Regions from separate parts of the Sus scrofa genome. Here region 2 is linked to region 1. A link is a contact called in public Hi-C data. All regions are on one chromosome and are shown on one strand. The core of a region is the stretch at or near the end of the contact, and the rest is flanking DNA. Distances in the headings are between cores, read along the strand shown.

The links. A called contact is a pair of places that touch in the nucleus more often than the background predicts.
Region 2: a Hi-C map of liver shows a contact between it and region 1, with 4 times the contacts expected there. The contact joins two enhancer-like sites. A contact is called at or near these places in 2 of 47 Hi-C or Micro-C datasets (embryonic fibroblasts and liver).

What each region holds. Positions count from the first base shown.
Region 1 is chr8:65,963,629-65,969,338 of Sscrofa11.1, reverse strand. No RefSeq gene overlaps it. Among named protein-coding and RNA genes, the nearest start is that of YTHDC1, 120 kb to the left of the region's middle. Within about 2 kb of position 3,323, at least 2 of the 83 cell types and tissues checked have an H3K27ac peak or open chromatin away from gene starts, as enhancers often do. A contact at or near this core is called in liver, where this site is marked.
Region 2 is chr8:66,851,571-66,857,280 of Sscrofa11.1, reverse strand. No RefSeq gene overlaps it. Among named protein-coding and RNA genes, the nearest start is that of SULT1E1, 16 kb to the right of the region's middle. Within about 2 kb of position 2,065, at least 1 of the 83 cell types and tissues checked has an H3K27ac peak or open chromatin away from gene starts, as enhancers often do. A contact at or near this core is called in liver, where this site is marked.

The sequences.
Region 1 (5,710 bases), core at 2,074-4,573:
TCTTTTATTTTTGTATTATGCATAAAATATAGCTTTGTTATTATTTATACACTGATTTTAAGAGGTAATCCCAGATTTTACACTGTGTGATTTAAGCTAGTTAGTTAAATACTCTAAGCCTCGATATACACTCTTATAAAACAGGAATAATAACATTTACCTCCAATGACTGTTGCAGAGGTTAAAACAAGACAACAGGTGAAAGTACTTAGCAAAACTCTTAGAACATAGTAGGTGCTAAAGAAATAGTGCTGTTGTAACTGTTGCTGTAACTACAGTCTTGTTTTATACAATTGCTAATAATAGATTTCAAAATATTTCTTTTTTTTTCTTTTTTTATTTTCCCACTATACAGCAAAGGGATCAAGTTATCCTTACATGTATACATTACAATTACATTTTTTTCCCCACCCTTTGTTCTGTTGCAACATGAGTATCTAGACAAATTCTCAATGCTATTCAGCAGGATCTCCTTGTAAATCTATTCTAAGTTGTGTCTGATAAGCCCAAGCCCCGATCCCTCCCACTCCCTCCTCCTCCCATCAGGCAGCCACAAGTCTTTTCTCCAAGTCTATGATTTTCTTTTCTGAGGAGATGTTCATTTGTGCTGGATATTAGATTCCAGTTATAAGTGATATCATATGGTATTTGTCTTTGTCTTTCTGGCTCATTTCACTCAGGTTGAGATTCTCTAGTTCCATCCATGTTGCTGCAAATGGCATGATGTCATCCTTTTTTATGGCTGAGTAGTATTCCATTGTGTATATATACATCACATCTTCTTAATCCAATCATCTGTTGATGGACATTTGGATTGTTTCCATGTCCTGGCTATTGCGAATAGTGCTGCAATGAACATGCGGGTGCATGTGTCTCTTTTAAGTAGAGTTTTGTCCGGATATATGCCCAAGAGTGGGATTGTGGGGTCATATGGAAGTTCTATGTATAGATTTCTAAGGTATCTCCAAACTGTTCTCCATAGTGGCTGTACCAGTTTACATTCCCACCAACAGTGCAGGAGGGTTCCCTTTTCTCCACAGCGCCTCCAGCACTTGTTATTTGTGGATTTATTAATGATGGCCATTCTGACTGGTGTGAAGTGGTATCTCATGGTAGTTTTGATTTGCATTTCTCTTATAATCGACGATGTTGAGCATTTTTTCATGTGTTTGCTGGCCATCATAAATATTTCTGAAATGAAGTGATGATTAGATCAATAGAATGGACTGATTTGTTGTTTAATTCTGATTCTACAAAAGAAGTTTTACTGGCATCATTCCAAAACATATTGTCAAGTCATTCTCTGTTATTCTAATTTTTCATTTCAATTTTTAAACCATATAGTAACTGGATTATATCAAGCTCTATAGTCTAGTTCAAATGATGCCACCTCCACAAAGCTCTCCTTGACTCCCTCAAGCAGAGATGATGTCTTTTTTCTGAGATTCCTTACCACTTAAAAACAACTTTTTGAACAAAATTTTCAGATAATTATACTCACATAGAGATGCAAAATGTAATACATCGAGACATCCTGTGTATCTTCAGTTTCTGGCAATGATGACATTTTGCTTAGCTACAGTACATCATCACAGTGAGAAACTTGACAGGAGGCAATCTATTAACCTTTTGAAATTTTATTTTATTTTATTTTTTTGCTTTTTTAAGGCCGCACCTGCAGCATATGGAAATTCCCAGGCTAGGGGTCCAAGAGGAGCTACAGCTGCTGGCCTACACCACAGCCACCCCAACGCAGAATCCGAGCCATATCAGCAACCTACACCACAGCTCACAGCAACACCGGATCCTTAACCCGCTGAGCGAGGCCAGTGGTCAAACCTGCAACCTCATGGTTCCTAATCAGATTCGTGTATGCTGTGCCACAGCAGGAACTCCAAGATTTTATGTTTTTAAAACATGCAATTGTGTGTGTGTGTTTCCATGTAATTTTATTGCATGTGTGGATCTGTGTGCCCCTATCACAGTCAAGATGCAAAGTAGTCTGATCCTCATGCTACCCATACCTGGCTTCTTCCCTACCCCCCTGTCTCCAGGCTCTAAGCCCCAGCAACCATTAATCTGTTCTCCATCTATGTAATTTGTTAGTCCAAGAATGTATACAAATGCAATCATACAGTATGTAAACGCTGGAGGCTGGCTTCTTCCCTCAGGATGATTCCCTTGAGATCAATCCATGTTGTGCGTATCACATACACAGTAGTTCATTCTTATTTTTTATTACTGCTAATAATCTACAGTATGGATGCACCAGTTTGTTTCACCATTCATCCACTGAGGGGCACTTAAGTCGTTTACGGTTTTTGGCTACTGTTAATACAGCTACTATATGGGTATGTATGTGGGTGTGTAAGTTTTTGTGAGAACATAACTGCTCATTGCTCTGGGCTTAATGGTCATAGCTCAGGTTTTGTCTCTGAAGAAACTGCCATGTTATTTTCCGATGCCTTCTTCCTATTTTTTTAACCTCTTCGTACCTCTACTTTCTCTCTGTGTTTTTAAGATGTGTGAATAAATCTGATTTCAACACTAGACCGTAAGCTCTGTGGGTTAGGGACCATGACTGATTCATTTTTACAACTTGCACAGTTCATAAGAAAGTATGTTATTTATGGCACATTCTCAGTAAAGATCTATTGAATAAAGAGGGAAGATAAAAATAAGCAAACATAGTAATGTATGTGAAATGAAAAAGAAGGCATTACTTTGGGAAGAAAAGAATGAACAATATTACCTTCATGAATGTTTATGCCTTAATTTCTATAATTCTGAACTTTACCACAGTACCTCCATTCCATGTTAGTGTATATAAAACCTTGTTTTCCATTTTCCTACATGCTACACAAACACAGGCTAAAGACACGGTTTAGATGATGATCCTATCCTCATGCTTGAATATATTTCATGATACATAATATATTTAATGGTTTTAGGACACTTCTGAATCAGCTTCTACACTGTAGTTGTGAAATGGATTCCAATATAGAGATATACTCAATAGATATTTGTTGTTCTTAATTTTCATAACCAAAATGCTATAATTTGTCCTAACACAGTTTTTATTATACAACTCTCAAGGTGGTGTTGAAGACAGAGGCCAGTTAAACGCAACTATAAGATCTCCCGTGGAGTTACCTGGTGGTTCAGTGGGTAAAGAATCTAGCATTGTCACTGCTGTGGCTCTGGTTACAGCTGTGGGACAGGCTTAACCCCTGGCCTGGAAAATTCCACATACCATGGATGAAGCAACAAAAAAACAAAACTCTCTTATTTGACACTGATTCATGAATCAGTACTTCTTTGGCATAGCTGTATCCAGGTTAAATAAAAACCACAGTCAATAATCTTGCATACCCTTGACTCCTCTGCTTCTCTCTTGCTTCATCACTGTGACATTTGCTTTTATCAAAACCCTGATAAAATCCAAATCTCCACCTATTCTTTTCCTATACTATGCAGCCGAACATGTTTGGAGAAAAATCCACAACCAGACTAACTGGTCTAACTTCAAATTCACGATCACAAACTTCCAGCGTGCTCTCAGTTTCCCCCACATCATACTATATTTCTCTATTCGCTCTTTCATTCTTCTGGCCATCTATTTCACATCTCTTCCTCTCTTCACTTCTCCTATCACCTCCTTATCCATCCCCATTCTCCACTGATGACATTGCTTCTTACCTTCTTCCCTGAAAACTGAAGCATCATGAAGAAACCCTCTACCACCTCTACTCACTCACCAGCAACTGTTGCACACTCAGCCTGCTTGTCTGTTGCCCCAGGTGCTCAGATGGAAGCTGATCCCTCCAACACGTCAGGGAGGAAGAACTTTTCCTTTCCCTCGTGGGACATTCTTCCGGATGGTTTAGAAATTAAATTGACATGACACAGCTGAACAGGAGAAAATCAAGTAAAAGTTTAATAACATGTAAGCATAGGAGACAACTGATTTGGATGCCCAAAATGGCAGAAGCCCTCACCTTAATTAGCTAAAGACAAAAGAGGACGTTAGGGGTCATGATCTGGAACTTCAAAGTATAGAAGGCAATACACATGATATGGAAAAGCAAATGTTTGCTAAAAAGATGTTTGTAGCCCATACAGAGACAAATGGGACACAGAGCAGACTCATCTCTAGGCCTGCCCCCAGTTCCCCCAGCACACCTGGTCCACAGTCTTTGATGACAGCTCTATTCTGGGAACAAGTCCTTTATTTAATTTTTTTAGGCAGCAAAGAAGTGGACAAAAAGAAAGACTTCCTGAATCTTGTTTCTTAAAAACAATCAGCCAAAATAAACCCTCCTGGAGTTCCCATCTTGGCATAGCAGAAAGGAATCCAACTAGGAACCATAAGGTTGAGGGTTTGATCCCCGGCCTCGGTCAGTGGGTTAAGGATCTGGCGTTGCTGTGAACTGTGGTGTAGTTTGCAGATGCAGCTTGGATCTGGCATTGCTGTGGCTGTGGTATAGGTCGGTGGCTACAGCTCCAATTAGACCCCTAGCCTGGGAACCTTCATATGCTGTGAGTGCAGCCCTAAAGAAGACAAAGACAAAACAAACAAACAAACAAAAAACCCAAAATAAATCCTCCTACCAAAGAGACACATTTTGAGGTGGCAAGTTTTGCTCCCCTACAACATTCACACTAGGTCCTGTCTCCTCTCACCTACTTAAAGCATTTGCTCTAGCAACGCTTCCCTCTCTCTCTTTTCTTTTTGTTATTTCCTGGATCTTCAAACAAAAAAGCAAATACCAAAAAAAATTATCTTGACCCCACTTTCTCCACCAGTAGCTCCTCCAAGGCTCTGGTCTATATTTAAATTTATCCATAAATTGGACTATATTTACTATTTCCTATACCTCTCCTTCCATTACTCCTCAAATACATGATCAAACTTTGGCCTCATGATTTCACCAAAACTACTCTTTGCAAGGACACCTGTAGTCTCTCTGTTGCTAAAGCTCATGGCGGATTCTCATCTTCTATGTCTTATCAACAGCATCTGGCACAGTTCTTCTCCCCTTCCCCATCATAAACCTTCTTTGTCTTCCAGGGCACCATATACTCCTGAATCTGCTACTCTTAGATTCTAAACTTGCAGGCTAGGAGTTCTCTTGTCGGTACAGCAGGTTAAAGATCCGATGTTGTCACTGCAGCGGCTCAGATTGCTGCTGTGGCAAGGTTCCATCCCTGGCCCAGGAACATTCACACTGCACGGGCATGGCCAAAAACAAACCAAACCTCCCCTCCCCCCAAAAAAAGCAGGTGAGTTCACAGATACCCTTGTTCTTGACCTCTTAATGTTGAGTAACGCCAAAACAAAAACCCTGTTAGCCGTATCTCAGTCGCAAGGTTTTGAATACCATCCACTTGATGATTTTTCCAGATTTTTATCTTCAGCCCAGACCTCTCTCCCCAAATCCAACAGCATATGTCCAATTGCCTCCTGCTTATATCCATTCAGATGTCAAATATCCATCTGAGACACAAAATGTCCTTTCTCCAAATGCCTTATCCCCACTGCCTCCCATCTCAGGCAAGACCATTCTTCCAGTTGTTCAGGTCCCAAACCTTGCAATCCTCTTGACTCCTCCCTTTCACTCATATCCACAGCTCAAGTTTTTCTAACATATTAGCCTTCTCTATGATTTTGTCTACAGGGAAGCGCACTTATCAATTGTTTGTAAACTAA
Region 2 (5,710 bases), core at 816-3,315, 890 kb before region 1:
AAACTAGCACAACTTTGTAAGTCAACTATACCCCAATAAAATAAAAAATGGAAGTTGCATAGACACAGGCCAAGAGACCAAGTCTATAAATGGAGAGAGAGAGAGAGATGCATTCAAGAAATTTGAGTACTGAAAATCAAAATGTCTTACACTAGGAAAACATTAATCAAGAGGAAGTTATTTCATGGAGTATGCCTGTATGCACAGTGTATTCTAAAGCAATTTGTATCAACAATAGGTATTATCATATGTATCTTTTTTTAATCTAATAAATACTTATGAATTTGATTTGAAAGTGTTCCTTATGTTCACTTAAAAATGTTGCCTCGTTGTGAAAAGCTTTTACTCTTGTTACATAATTTTAGTATTTTTACAACTCTGTTAATGACCAAATATAGACAAAGTCTGTAATATGACGTGAGGGTGTCTTTAATTTCTTTTGGTGACATTTATATTGCTAATGCTATTGGGATTTGTTGCCACCTTCATAATGAAATAAGGTGTTAAATTTAAGTTAGAGGTCAATAAAAATCAGGAGATTTTTTTCCCCACATTTAAGTACACAGCCTTCCTAAATTCCATCCACAGATCCCAGATTAAGAACCTCTGAAGACATATTTCCTCTTATCCTAGCAAAGGAAAAGAACAACGGGAGTCAGGTCCCATCATTTCATTTTGGGCTATAGCTCATTGGTCTGAAAGTCACATGATCCCATTTAACTCCACAGGGGCTAAGAAATTCAGTCTTCTAAATGTTCGGGAAGGAGAGGAACACCAGATGTTAGGAAGTACGAGTGAAATCTACATCATCGCTCATGCAGAGTACTGAGAAAATTCCTTCTGTTTAGAGGCTAGGCTTTTAGCATCCTTACCTACAAATATGCAAAAAAAAAAAAAAAGTTGTTAAAATTACATTAAATAAGAAATCAATGAAAATCATTCAGTTCTTTATTTACTAATTAAATAGTTTAATGCCTAATAATGTTAGACACCTGGGTTGGTGTTATGGGAAAACATATGAATAATAACAGTTATTTTACTCAGAAATATTTTGTGGGAGTTCCCGTCGTGGCACAGTGGTTAACAAATCCGACTAGGAACCATGAGGTTGCGGGTTCGATCCCTGCCCTTGCTCAGTGGGTTAACGATCCAGCGTTGCCGTGAGCTGTGGTGTAGGTTGCAGACGCGGCTCAGATCCCGCGTTGCTGTGGCTCTGGCGTAGGCTGGTGGCTGCAGCTCCGATTCAACCCCTAGCCTGGGAACCTCCATATGCCGCAGGAGCGGCCCAAAGAAATAGCAAAAAGACCAAAAAAAAAAAAAAAAAGAAATATTTTGTGAAACATGTAAGTATCAAAATAAATATGAGTTATACTTTGATTCAAAAGTATTGATCAGTGGTTATGTGTTAGACAATTACCAGGGAAACAGCTATGACTATTAAATGTCCTGCTTTCATGAAGCCTATGTTTTATTTTGGTGGAGGGAGAGAAAAAACATGAGAAGACCTATATTCTTACAAATGTGTAACATGCTATGTGGAGATAAATTCTGCGGATTACGATAATGAAGAGTAAAGGACTGAAGTTTGGGGGAAGTCACTATTTTGTATAATTTGATCTTGAAAGGCCTATGAAAGTGATATTTGAGCAAAGCAAACAAACAAACAAAAAACCTGAATGAAATTTATACTTTATGAAGAACAGAATGAAATCATTTATAGGGTATAAAGTGTTATCTCTGTGCTGGATTTTCCACCCATCTCCATGTAGATGTCTATTGACTTCTCACAATTAGAATTCAAAATTGAAGGCTTATTTTATTCTCCCATTCCTGAAGCTCATATCCCAGGTGAATGAATTCCAAATAAAACATGCTTTGACCTAGCCTCCAAACTTTGAAATCATTCTTTACTTTACTCTCTCACTTATCATTCCCAAGCCCTGTTGGCTCTAGGATCAATTCTTACCAAATCCATCACTTTCATTTTTATCCAAGCCAGCATGGTCCATTGCCTGGACAGCTGCAAAAGCTCCTGCCAGCTAATGAATGTTGCCACCGTCTGGTTCAACAAGGCTTAGGTCATTAGCCACTGTGCTGGGCTGATCTTTTACCCACCCTGAGAGGAGTTCAGGGTGGAGAGTAGGAATGAGACACACTCTGTGCTTTGGAAAAACTGGCAGAACAAACCTTCAGATAGATATTTTCAGGAGAAATTTTTATAAACTCAAATTCTTGCTTAGAGAAGCACTAAAATCGTTAATGGATACATGGGCTCCTCACGACTAGCCTCAAACTTCTACAGAGATGTTTGCTTGGTTGCACATGTCCTCTTCACCAAAATCACATATATTCTGACCTCCCTCCACCTCTTTGGAGCAGTTCCTCTCCGACTTCTCTGAGAAGGTGTCTCCCCCACCATAGTCCTCAGTAAGCCCCACACAAAACTGAACTCACAACCCTCATGTTGTTGTGCGTGGTTTTCTCCAGTTGGCAGCCCCAACTATTCCTTCTTCTTCTCCCCTTGCCTGCACCTCCAGCCTCACCTTTATTTTCAGCACACTCCCTGTTGCTGAAACTTGACCTCTGTCCACAGTTGCCGAATAGAAATGCAGAGATGGAGTTCATGGTGAAGGAGAAAAAGATAGCTTTTACTACTCTGCCAGGCAAAGGAGGGCACAGAATGCTAAAGCCTTAAAGACTCTCCCTTATTGGGAAGAATTGCAGAGAGTTTTATAGCAAAAAGGAGAAAAGTAGGATTCCAGATAAGAATCAGGGTTGAGGCCAAATATGCATTCTTCTTTCTTTCGATGAATCTTTAGTCATTGAGGTTGGTGTCATGAGATCTCAGTGTGATCCTAGTGATCTGGGTTATCATGTCTCGATTTTTCCAAAAATAAAAATACTTGCAAAAAAGGCATGTTGATCAGAGATTAGGGCAATCTGGGAAAGTACTCAAAAAAAACATCTTGTCCATGCTGCAGTTGTGAATTACGCCACAGCTGTGGCAACACAGGATCTTTAAACCCACTGTGCCAGGCCAAAGATTGAACCCGACTCCCAGGGCTCCAAAGACACCACCAATCCCATTGTACCACAGGGGGAACTCCTATTTTTTTTCTATTTTCTTGATACTATCTTTTGAAGTACAGATGTTTTTAGTTTTTATAAAGTCAAGTCTGTCCATTTTTTTTCTTTTGTTGCTTGTGTTTTAATGTCATCTAAGAATAAATTATCAAATCTAAAGTCAAAAAAAAAATCCTTTGCTTATATCTTTGACTGTCAGGCAATGGTGCAAAGGGTGCTTAATCTGTAGTTTAGAGATGGTTGTGTTCAGGGTGCAGTTAAGCCAAGGAGAAGCACAAGGCAGGACTCTAAGCTATTTAATTTTAAAAGAGTCATTCCTAAAAGAGCATAAGGAATATAATTTTCTCTTAGGTGTATGAGGTGACTGAATTGATACCAGTAAATATTTTTAAGTAGAAATCAGGAGTTCCTGTTGTGGTTCTGATAACGAACCTGACTAGGATCCATGAAGACACGGCTTCGATCCCTGGCCTCGTTCAGTGGGTTGAGGATCTAGCGTTGCCGTGAGCTGTGGTATACATCTCAGACCCAGCTCTGATCCTGCATTGCTGTGGCACAGGCTCGGCAGTTATAGCTCCAATTTGACCCCTAGCCTGGAAACTTCCATTTACTGCCAGCACAGCCCTAAAATAAATAAACAAATAAATAAATTAGTTAAATAAAATAGAAATCAGATGGCTCAGTCCTCTGCTCAGATCTCTGTGATGAATGCTCCAGAACAACAATGGATGTTAGAGTACATATGGCTCCCCATCTCTGTTACCTCATCTCCTCCTACTTCCACTTTTTTCCTCCATCGACACTAACCTCCTTTGTTCCCCAAACATACAGGGCATGTCTTAACTTGGCACAATTGCACATGCACTACACTTAGGCTGTAATGCTCTTCCCCCAAATAATTTTATGGCTCACTCACTTTTCGTATTCAGATCTCTGTTCAAATACTGTCTGCTCAGAAAGGGCTTTTTTGACACCATATCTAAAAGAAAATAGCTCTACCCTACCACTCTGCTTTACTTTTTAGAAATCCATGCTAACCATTATCTGGCACTCTAAAAGTCTCTCTTTTGCGTCTATTGTCTGCTTCATCTGAACAGATTGTGGGGGTTTAGGTCTGCTTTTACCCACTGCTGTACCTTGGTGCCTACCACATTCTCAACAGATGATGTGTGAAATGAATAAAGGAAAAATAATACATCTCCATCTATGTCCTGAAATGATGGAATTTAAGAAAGCCACCTTCAACCCTGCCACAAAAGTATGATATAATGAAATCAAATATCAATGCTGTGCTAGGTTTAATCCTTATATTTATTCATGTTATCTGAAAGTAAACATACAACAGAGATCGGGTATTATTACTCACAGAGATAACTTTACAAATTCCTTTTAACCCTAATTCCTTCTCCTTCTGAAGTAATGAGAGAGTCAGATGGGCACACCTGCAAGTACAAAGGCTGTTTTTGCAGTCCAGGAGTGGAACTCTCAAAACGTGAGTACCGATATATTTACCTGTTGCCTTCCTCTAGTCCAGCAAGAGAAAGGAAAGCTCAGTTTCCTTAATTTCAACAAATTAAAATTGGGAAATGGAGGAGAGGGTTTCAGGTCTCTTATCCTTTGGAATGTAAATAAATGTCTCCAGAGTGGGGATGTATTAAGTGCCACCAGTTTGTCAAGACCAGGAACGTTTCCTGGATTCCATATTTTATTCCTCTTTGAAATGTAAATGCATACCCCCCAGAGAGTGAATCTCAGTCATTTTTTAACTTCCAAGGGTTTGCTAAGCAAATTCCAAATTTCTTTGTTCAGAAATCCTTAACACACAAAAATGTAAAAACGTTTACCTACAGTCCTGCTATCCAGTCATCTTTTCATCTATGCTCTTTTCTTCCACTGAGAATTCTTTTTTCTGCCTTCCTACCTTTCTTGCTCGTTTTCTTTCTTTCTTTCTCTCTTTCTCCCCCATGTTTCTTTTTAGGGCCGCACCTGCAGCATATAGAAGTTCCCAGGCTAGGGGTCAAATCCAAGCGGCAGCTGCCTTGCCCATACCCTAGCCCAGGCAAACGTCAGCGAAATAGTCAGTCTAGCTGCAGATACTGATGTGTGCCAGCAGAGAGCAGCAGGACCCTGTACAGCTTGCTGTGCTAGGCTTCTTTCCTTGAGCAAACTGTGGTCAGGCTGCTCTGAGCCCTTGGCACAAGTAGGACTGATCTTGGGCTTTACCGCAGTGCTTTTGGAGTTTAGTTTTGGCGATAATCTTTCTTAGTCAGTTTAGCCAGATCCCCCGTGATTAATATGTGATCATCCTCAATATCTGACCAAATTCCTTTATCTTCTCCTATGCCCCAGGTAATATCTGATCACCCTGGCCTATCAGCAAGAACCTTGTTAGGTCAGTTTAGCAAAGAATAATACATTTCCATCTTGCTATTTTTCCATATATTGACACCATGCCCCCTCCAATTTGCTCCTTGACTGTAAACCCTGCTTTCCTTGCTGTCTTCAGAGCTGAGCCCAATCTCTCTTTCTTTCCTGTTGCACAACTCCATCGCAGTCATCCCTCTGCAAGTTGCAGTTTCCTGAACAAAGTCTGTCTTCACATCTTTAAGAAGTGTCATGAATGATA